Linked DNA regions of Sus scrofa: all the other regions are linked to region 2. Evidence: chromatin contacts called from public Hi-C data. All regions are on one chromosome and are shown on one strand. Each heading gives the region's core, a stretch centred on a gene start, on an enhancer-like site or on the middle of the called end of the contact. The rest is flanking DNA. Distances are from core to core; before and after follow the strand shown. Region 1 holds the start of RPL29 (ribosomal protein L29). Region 2 holds the start of POC1A (POC1 centriolar protein homolog A). Region 3 has its middle 18 kb from the start of RPL29.

Region 1 (2,937 bases), core at 421-2,920, 190 kb before region 2:
CCTTAAATGCAGCAATACTGTGCCTTAGAAACTACCTGCAGAGAAACATGTACCACCAACCCAAAAGCCATACAAAGAGCACATTTTTCAGAGCTACATGCCCAGAGCCCAGCAGAGCTCAAATGCACATACAGAAGCAAAAAACAAATTTCTACAGCAGGATTTTTGCTGAGTTTTTTTGGAAACCCCCTCAGGACCAACCCCCACCCCCCCAAAAAGTATTAAGCACCAAAGTTAATAGAAGAGATTCACAGCAAACAAGGCAGAACCAGAGACCAGGGGTACAGGGGAGACAACAAACCAGGACCAGGGCTCAATCTTTCTGCTCCCACCCTACAGCCTCAGTCTTCTATGCTAATCCTGAGAAATCCCTAGCATGGGAAGGGACACTGCAAAGCACTGTACTGACCTAGCACTGGATCAGATCAAGGTCATATGGCTGGTCAATGAGCAACGTAAAACTTACAAGGTACTGGGTACACACAGCCAAGGGCATCCCTTCCCTTGAAAAGCTCTTAAGCCAGGGAGATAAGACAACCTGCCCTCAGAAGGCAGGTTACACTTGCCTAGGGGGTTATACCCTGGCCCAGTAAAGGTCAGGCAAAGCTTTACTATGGGCCTGGCAGAGCATGAAGTCCAGGCAAAAGCTGGCTAGGCAGAGAAAAATTGTGGGCTTTGGTAGGCCAAGTAAGATGAAGGACACTTAATAATAATAGCACTCAGGCAGGGGCTGAAGCCAGCAAAGGCTACATGAAAGATCCTGACTGTGCAAATGGAGCCAAAGAGACACACTTCTGTGTGATTCCGAGCACAAACTCACCCCCTTAAGAGATTCATATCGTTGTGATCGGGGTTTCTTGATGCCGTTTCTGTGCCATTTTCGGGCTGTGGAGAAGTAAAGCATTAGGTCAACAAAATAGATTTCCCCCAATAAGACCACTACCCCAGCTGGCAAGCCTGGGAGACTCTCACTCCCTATTACTTTAGATCTATTTAAAAAAACCCTTATGAATGAATGCAAAGCACTGTAGTCATCTCAAGTAGCTTTCAAACCTACAACCCCAAGCGCACAGTAGAAATGTACCCACTTTCTCTGCCCGATCTCCCTAATCCTTGCCAGGATATGGAGCATTGGATGAAGGCTGGGCCAGGAGAACTTACACTGATTATGCGTGGTGTGGTTCTTGGACTTCGCCATGTCTGCACCTAAAGGACGAGAGCCGAGATCAGAGCAGGGGGTCGCTAGGCCGGGCCTACCTCTGCCGCCCTGATCTAGAACGTGGGGCCAGAAGCTAGAATCCGGCTGCAGCACAGATGGCTTGCATTTGCGGCCTCCACCCGCCTCGATCCATTCTCCACGACGCAACGCCAGGAGCCACCCCGACCCCCAACTCAGGTAATGGTGTCTGAAACCAACGCTGCCCCCCGCTTCCCGCGCCGCCAAAGGTGGCGCTTTCCCAAATCCGAGTTCTCTCCCTCTCATTCTCCCCTTAAGAATCCACGAGCACCACCCCTGCCCCGCGGCCTCCGCTCCCCACAGCCATGCAGAGTCTCCCTGCCCTCCCCTAGGCCTCGCGCCCCGCCGCCAACCGGGAATCAAGGATGGCTTTGGATACCGTGCGCCTAGCGCTCACCCGGTTCGGCCGATCCCGAAGCGCCTGGGGCCGGAAGAGAAAGGAAGGCCGCGGTGCAGCACGGGAAATAGGGTCGTCGCGGCAGGAAGGTACTACTGAAAAAGCTTCCTCCGGCGCCGTGAAAATAGGTTCCTAAACTCGGCAGGGTACAAGTCTGATGCGAAGGCGGTGCTTCGAGGTTGGCCTCGCTCCTTCAGGTTTTACCCGCCCCTCTCCTTTTTCCTTCTTTTCTTTCTGGACTTGGGTCCCAGGTCTCATTAAATGTCCTGAACGCAAAGAAAGTCGCTGAGGAATACATGTTAGGAGGGGAGTGCTAGGAGATTTGTATTCTTAGAAAGCACCTCTGGCGGAGTTCTCTGGTGGCTCAGGGTGTAAAGGTCCGGCGTTGTCACTGCTGTGGTCCAGGTCCCTGCTGTGGCGTGGGTTCGAGCCCTGGCCTGGGAACTTCCGCATGCCGTGGGTGCAGCCAAAAAAAAAAAAAAAAAAAAAAAAAAGAAGCAACTCAGGGTACTGCGTGGAGAATGGACTATAGGGAGCAGAGGAGAGGAGGGAGAGTTGTGGGGAGTCTGGTGCAACACATCACAGGGCAGTAATGGCCCCTGGAGTCGCGGGTGCGGAGGCAGTGGGGATTTAGCAGTGGATAAGGAAAGAGATTAGACTGGGCTTGGGATGCAAAAGATGAGGAAGAGGAAGAAGGCCAGTGTAGCTCTTAAGTTTTGGGCTGGAATAAGTAGATGAATGATAGTGCTGTTTACAGAAATAGGGGAGACTGGGGGAGGGACAGGTGTCTTGTTGCTTTGTTTTGAGGGCGCCAATGATGGAGATATTTCTGTTTATTTTCTTTTTAATTTTTTCATTCCCACCCCCTCCTAGATGTTTCTTTTAAGATGCATTAAATGTGATATGCCTGTTGACATCCAAGATGAGTAAACGTTGCCTCCTAATAACTCTATTGCCCTCTTCACCTCTTACCCATACATTTTCCACAGAGCAGTGGGGCCCTGAGGGTACTTTTTAAGATACAAATCAGATCTGGTCACTTAAAGTCTGCAAAGGCTTCCCTTTGCACTGGAAATAAATTCTTTACCGCCTCTAACCTTGGCAGTGTTCTCCTTATCATTCACTTCTCTACAAACCCATGGACCTCTTTCTTTGCTGCCTAGCACAAATACCTGTTCCTACTTCAGGGCCTTTGTACTTGCTTTCTGTTCCTCCAGAACCACCTTCTCCTTGCTCTTTGGATGGTGTGCTTGCTTGGAGAGGCCTCTCTAGGCTGCCCTATCTAAAGTAGAGACCCTCAGAG
Region 2 (3,104 bases), core at 575-3,074:
CTCAGAGGAAATGAATCTGACTAGTATCCATGAGGACACAGGCTCAATCCCTGGCCTCACTCAGTGGGTTAAGGATCTGGCAGTGCTGTGTGAGCTGTGGTATAGTCACAGATGCGGCTCGGATCTGGCACTACTGTGGCTGTGGCTCCAATTCGTCCCCTACCTGGAAACCTCCATATGCTGCAAGTGCGGCCCTAAAAAGACAAAAAAAAAAAAAAAGAAAAGAAACCTCAAAGAGGAGTTTCTGTCATGGCTCATCGGAAATGAAACCCAACTAGGAACCATAAGGTTGTGGGTTCAATCCCTGGCTTCTCTCAGTGGGTTAAGGATCCAGCGTTGCCGTGAGCTGTGGTGTAGGTTGGCTAGTAGCTGTAGCTCCAATTAGACCCCTAGCCTGGGAACCTCCATATGCCTCAGGGGCAGCCCTAAAAAAGACCAAAAAAAAAAGAATCAGAAACCTCAAAGAAACATCTTGGAGGCACCAGGGAGCCCAGCAAACCTACTCCTGAGCCAGAGCAAGGCCACTGCCACTCCAAAAAGCTGTAACCAGAACAAAGGCTCCCATGGCCCCATGCCCAGCTCCACCCCAACACACCTGCCAGAATCCTTTCAACAAGAGAGGGAAAAGCACAACAGGTGGGCCCAGAACAGAGCAGTAACTGCTCCACCTGAGCTTCTTGGAAAAACAAAGGTAACATAGTGCCCATCTCTAGAGGCAAGTTCAGATCCACCCTTAACCAGGGGACCCATGAAATCTTCCAACACCCTCTCTTCCATTCCTGCAACTTGCTGGTTCCTCGTCTCCCCCAAAGGGGTTTATATTTTGGGGTAGGGGAAAGAACATCAAATTAGGGTTCAAAAGGCCTGGTTCCTAAGGAAGCCAACAGGCCACCATCCAGCCACCTTGACTCTCAACCCAAGCCAGAGGACCAAGCAGGTTGAGGTTCAAAACAACCTCTCAAAAACAGGGGCTTCGGAGTGCTCCCCTCTGGCCTCCGAGAGGGCATCCTGGTTCAAGTTACACCGCAGGCCTAGGCCGTCCTGGGCATCCTGGGGCCTGCTGTTCCCACACGTCGTAACAGGGTGCACCCTCAACAAGCCCCCATTCAGCTACCCACTGCTCAGGAAAACAAGACTGAAGCCACACAGGCCCGGCGCTGATCCCAGGTCAGACGTCCCAGTCGGGCAGTACTAATGTCTCCTCCGCGGAGATACAAATCCTAAGAATAGAGACTGGTTCGTTAGCCCTGGCAACCGGCACAGGGCCTGGCTCGCAGGAGGCGTTCGCTAGATGCCCCGACCCATCGCACCCTGCACAGACTGTAAACTAGGGCAGGAGAGGACCGCACGGAGCCCTGCGCCCGGCCAGGCGCCCACTGTCCTCGTGGGGAGACTAAGGCCCGGGCGGCAGCCGCTGGCAGGAACTTACCGGGTAGGGCGATGCCATGGCGGGGCTGGGAGCGCCCAAGGCGCCGGAGGAAGCAGCGGCTGCCGTTGAGGCGCGTTCAGTTTCCGCGCCCCCAACCGCCGCCAATAGCAACGCGGGTCGCTTGGCCCCGCCCCGCCCACCGCAATTAAAGGAGACTGGGCGCCTCGGCTTTTTGCACCCGGGACCGGAAGGAGAGTTGACCGAGTCCACTGTCTCCGCGTCCAGCACCACCAAGCCAGGCAGCCTACGGACGGCGTCGCTAAAGGCCTGTGTCCACCGTCGCTCATTCCCCCTGAGAAATTAAAAAGCCCAGGATGAAGTGTTCGCCCCGCCGACGGGTAGTCCGGTTAAGGCTAAGGCGAACACAGCCTTCTGGGAAATGCAGTTCCTCGATTCCCGCATCCTCCTGTCGGGAGGAAGGTGGGACTACATTTCCCAAGATGCCCTAAGGCCTGATTAACCAACGAAAGAGAACCTTTTAGGATCCCGGAGATGGAGGTACTTGGCTCATTGTATCTGCGTCCTTTTTTTTTTTTTTCTTTTTTTTTTCCCGTGGGCGCGGCGCCTGGCACTTGGAAGTTTTTGGGCCAGGGATAGAACAAGGCCACAACAGCGACCCAAGCCGCTGCAGTGTCTACGCAGGATCCTTAACCCTCTGCCGCAAGAGAGCGCCGTGTCTGTGTCCTCTTAAAGCGCTCGGATGGCCGGCTTTTCTCTCAGTACCCCATTTACAGCCAGTTATTCACTCTTTGGGAATTCTTTAAGTGGTTCACTCCTCTGAACGCGCTTAAAACAAGTGTCGATTTAAAAGAACACAAATCGAGTTCCCCCGTGGCGCAGTGGAAACGAATCCGACTAGGAACCATGCATGGGGTTGTGGGGTCGATCCCTGGCCTTGCTCAGTGGGTTAAGGATCTGGCTTTGCCCTGAGCTGTGGTATGGGCTCCAGATGCTGCTCGCTTCCTATGTCTGTGGCTGAGGTGTAGGCCGGCAGCTGTAGCTCCTATTAAACCCCCCAGCCTGGGAACATCCATATGATGCAAATGCGGCCCTAAGGAACAAAAAATAAAAATAAAAGAACACAAATAACTCGGAATCACATCCATGGAGTGGAGAGGCCTGGGTTCTATTCCCAGTTCTTGCCTTGATTGGCTGTATGACCTCAGGAAAAATAACACTGCTCCGAGGCCCTGTTTCCACATTAGTAATATAGGAAAGGGTGAAGGCAGCCTGGCTCTCTCTTCTCCTGAGAAGCCTCTTGTAAACTACATGTAAATTATGTGTGTGTTTAAAAGAGGAGACAATCCAGAGGTCTGGCCACCAGAGGCCATCCTTGCTCACTTTTCTGCTGTCCCTCCACCTTTCTTCTATCCTGCCTAACTCTGGGCATCTTCCCAACCTGGATCTGATCTGAACTGGACATTTTTGCAAGATTTGGGATCCTTCCATCACCTACCCAGGCTAGATTGGCTACTAAGATCTGGCCAGGCCCTTAGGTTTCTCACTACATACTGAGACCTAAGATGATGTCCCTGAACCAGCAAACCAGAGCCCCGTTGAGTGAACTCAGAGACTGGCAGTGGAGGGACCTAGCATGTAGAGGGGTGAGCCTCTTCTTTGGACCTGGAAGGTCTAGGGCCAGACACAAGAAATAGATACATTTAATCCATCTTCA
Region 3 (2,873 bases), core at 185-2,684, 170 kb before region 2:
GGAGGGATGCTGCTGGGGATTGACGGCAGGCCATGGGAAGTCAGGCAGAGGTGGGAGGATACAGTGGGCCGAATGGGCACAAGCTGGCATTTGCTCCCTATGGCTCTCAGGTTCTGGAGGCTGATCAGGGCCTCCCCAGGCTGTCACTGTGCCCCAAAGCCTCAGATGCCTGGCTCACAGTGAGCATCCTCACCTCCCAGCAGTGAGGGCGGTCCTAAATCCAGGGCAAGGGGGTGGGGGTGTGTGTGGGGGGGAGGGAGCATCCTGCTAGAGCCCAGAGCTAGGAGCTCTGAGTCAGCTGTCACTGGTCCTCACTACCATTGTAGAGTGGCTTCTTTTGTTAATCCCATGTTGCAGATGAGGAAATTGAGGCTCAGGAAGGTAAAGTGACTAGGCCAGGATCACCCAGGTCTTTCTCCACCCACTCTTTCCAGGCCACTCCTGGAAGTTCTTCTGGACTTGGATGCTGCCTGAGACTCACACTGATGACACCTTGGGAAAAAGAGGGCCACCTGAGGAGCAAGCCTCTGGGAGAGAGTGCTGTGGCACCCACAGCAGGTGGGTCCAAATACAGCAACCCCCCCAATACAACACTGTCAGTCTTTCTTTCCTGTGTCCCCCCCAACACTTGTTCAGTAGTTGGTCGTCACATTCTCAGGCAGTCATTGTCCACTGGTGAAGGCTGTAGGGTGTGACCCAGATGCTACCTTAACACTCAGCAGCTGTGTGACCTTGAGCAGACTGTCCTCCTGTGGCTCTGTGACCTGGCCTGTGAGATGGGGATGAGGGTACCATCTACTACGCTAGAGGTTGTGGTGTGGCTCCAGGGACCCTTCCATGCCAAGTGCTTACTGGACCTGGCCCACAGTCTCTGTCCCATCTGATAGCCCCCTGGACAAGGACTGAACCAGCCGGAAGGCCAGGCACGTGAAACCTGGGTCCCTCCGTCCCTGCCACCGTATCTCCTCTGGAAACACCAGAGCTGTCCACCGGTAAGGCCCGGTGCCCAGAGTGGGGGATGGGAGAGTGCAGATGGCTCCAGGGAAGGCCTCCTCACTGCCGGCAGCGATGACGGGGACTGTGCCCTGAGAAGGCGCACTCAGAACAGCTGCTAAGTGGGGGCAGTGAGGGGCATGTGGGGGACCCTGGCCACTCCTAACATCCCGTCCCTGACACCGGGAGTGAGAGGCCCAGGGTCCTGGCTCCGCCTGTTTCAGCGCTGGCTGCCTTTCTGGCAAGAACCCTGGAAGCACTGGTTTTAATCGATCTTTTTTCTGCAAGCAGCTCCTGGAGGCGCGGGGGTGGCTTCCCCTTGACTTGAATCTCTTGGAGGATGCGGCTTGGCTAAAAATAGCTCGAATTACTGGCGCGGAGGCGGGGCCTGGGGGCTGCGGGGGCGGAGCCTGTAGGGAATGTTGCAGCGGCAGCCACAGGGGGTTCCCTGAGAGGAGATGGAGGAAAGCGGGTGTTGGCAAGGTGGGAGGGGGTGTGGGATGTTAAAGGGAACCGGCCCTTTCTCACCCATTTCTCTCCAGGCCTTCTCCCAGAGGTCAGTGCTTCTGGAGCAGAGCTGGGGGTGACGGCTCGTCCTGATCCCTGGCCTTTCACGGTGGCAGAGACCAGCCTGGCTGGGTGGTAATCATGGGCTCCTTCCAGCAGGAAGTCTGTGTTTGTGTTTGAAGGAGACCCCCACGCACAGCTCAGTGGTGTTAAGTGCAAGCAGTGACAGCAGGGGGCGCAGATCTGGGCTCCTTGTCCCGGCTCTCCTTCCCTGCAGTGTGACACAGCGGCCCCAGCTCCTCATCAGAAAACTGGGTGCAATGGCAAAATTAAGCATTTGACTCCTGGGCACACCAAGGGCTCCTCTCCCAACCCCACCTGCTCTCTCTATCTGGAGAGGCAGGATAAGGGTCCCTGTCACCCCCTTTTTACAGGGCTGAGAGACCACGTGGTGATTACCCCTGAGAGCAGGATGGAGGCTGTGTCAGGGCCTAGGAGGACTTAAGCCAGGCAGGATCTCTGTTTCTCTGCACAAAGGAAGGGAGGGTGGGGGCTCTGGGTGTCCATGGGACAAGGGAGATAACTGTGGGACCCAGGCAAGTAAGCTGCTGGCCCTGGTGGCCTCCTGGTGCTGCTCTCTCTGCCATCCCCACCTTCATACCCCAGAGCCAGGACAGAGTGGGAGAGGGAACACAAGAGGCTCAAGGGGAGGTCCAGGGTACCCTGGTGAGAGGGGACGGCAAAGCTGCCCCTTGCACACACTGATTGGTGGGGGAACAATCAGCTCTGCAGCAGGGAATGGGCTGGGAACAACAGGGCCCTGGGTAGGAGCCCTTCCTTCTCTGTGCCTCAGCTTCCTCATCCTTAGGGGTTGTGGTTAGATGCCCTTGAAAGGCCCTTAGATTAAAAGTAAAAGAAGCTGAAACAGGAGTAGGGAAAACAGCAGTGGCGACAATGTCAGCTACCCCTGCCTGCTGCTGAGCACTCACAGGCTCTCTATAATGTTTTGTGAGGGCAGTCTTAAGGTTACTCCCACTTTACACATGAGGAAACATGGAGGCTCAGAAGGAAGAAGCCATTGAGCTTGTGCGTAATGAACTGGACCTTTGAACCCAGGACTGTCTGACTACAGAGTCTGTTTTTCTTTTTCATCCTGTTCTAAACATAGAGTCACATGCACTTATGAGGTTGCCTCAAGGTGGGATGCATGGGTATAGATCCAGATATAAGACTTATGGAGTTGCTGCAGCAGCCCCCACCCAGACCTACCCATCCCTGCCCTTCCAGGGTTGGCTCAGGTCACAGGGAGCCTTGTTCTGAGGCACCAGTGTGCCAGGGAAGTGCCTGTGTATGCAGGCAGGTAGGGGAGAAGA

Evidence for each region. Hi-C and Micro-C count contacts between places; a contact is called where the count stands out from the background.
Region 1: a contact with region 2 is called in a Hi-C map of liver, with 3 times the contacts expected there. The contact joins the promoter of RPL29 here to the promoter of POC1A in region 2. A contact is called at or near these places in 24 of 47 Hi-C or Micro-C datasets (adipose tissue, alveolar macrophages, blood and 13 more) and 2 of 2 datasets of contacts at active chromatin or transcription factors (alveolar macrophages and skeletal muscle).
Region 3: a contact with region 2 is called in a Hi-C map of heart right ventricle, with 2.3 times the contacts expected there. The contact joins the enhancer-like site here to the promoter of POC1A in region 2. A contact is called at or near these places in 24 of 47 Hi-C or Micro-C datasets (adipose tissue, alveolar macrophages, blood and 13 more) and 1 of 2 datasets of contacts at active chromatin or transcription factors (skeletal muscle).

Annotation. Positions count from the first base shown.
Region 1 is chr13:34,120,155-34,123,091 of Sscrofa11.1, forward strand. RPL29 (ribosomal protein L29) reads right to left here and starts at 1,671. Exons shown (of 4, transcript NM_213950.1): 1 at 1,635-1,671; 2 at 1,162-1,206; 3 at 821-885. The coding sequence starts at 1,198.
Region 2 is chr13:34,306,272-34,309,375 of Sscrofa11.1, forward strand. POC1A (POC1 centriolar protein homolog A) reads right to left here and starts at 1,825. Exons shown (of 11, transcript XM_021068878.1): 1 at 1,430-1,825.
Region 3 is chr13:34,138,402-34,141,274 of Sscrofa11.1, forward strand. No RefSeq gene overlaps it. Among named protein-coding and RNA genes, the nearest start is that of RPL29, 18 kb to the left of the region's middle. Within about 2 kb of position 1,435, at least 62 of the 83 cell types and tissues checked have an H3K27ac peak or open chromatin away from gene starts, as enhancers often do. A contact at or near this core is called in adipose tissue, alveolar macrophages, embryonic fibroblasts and 10 more, where this site is marked.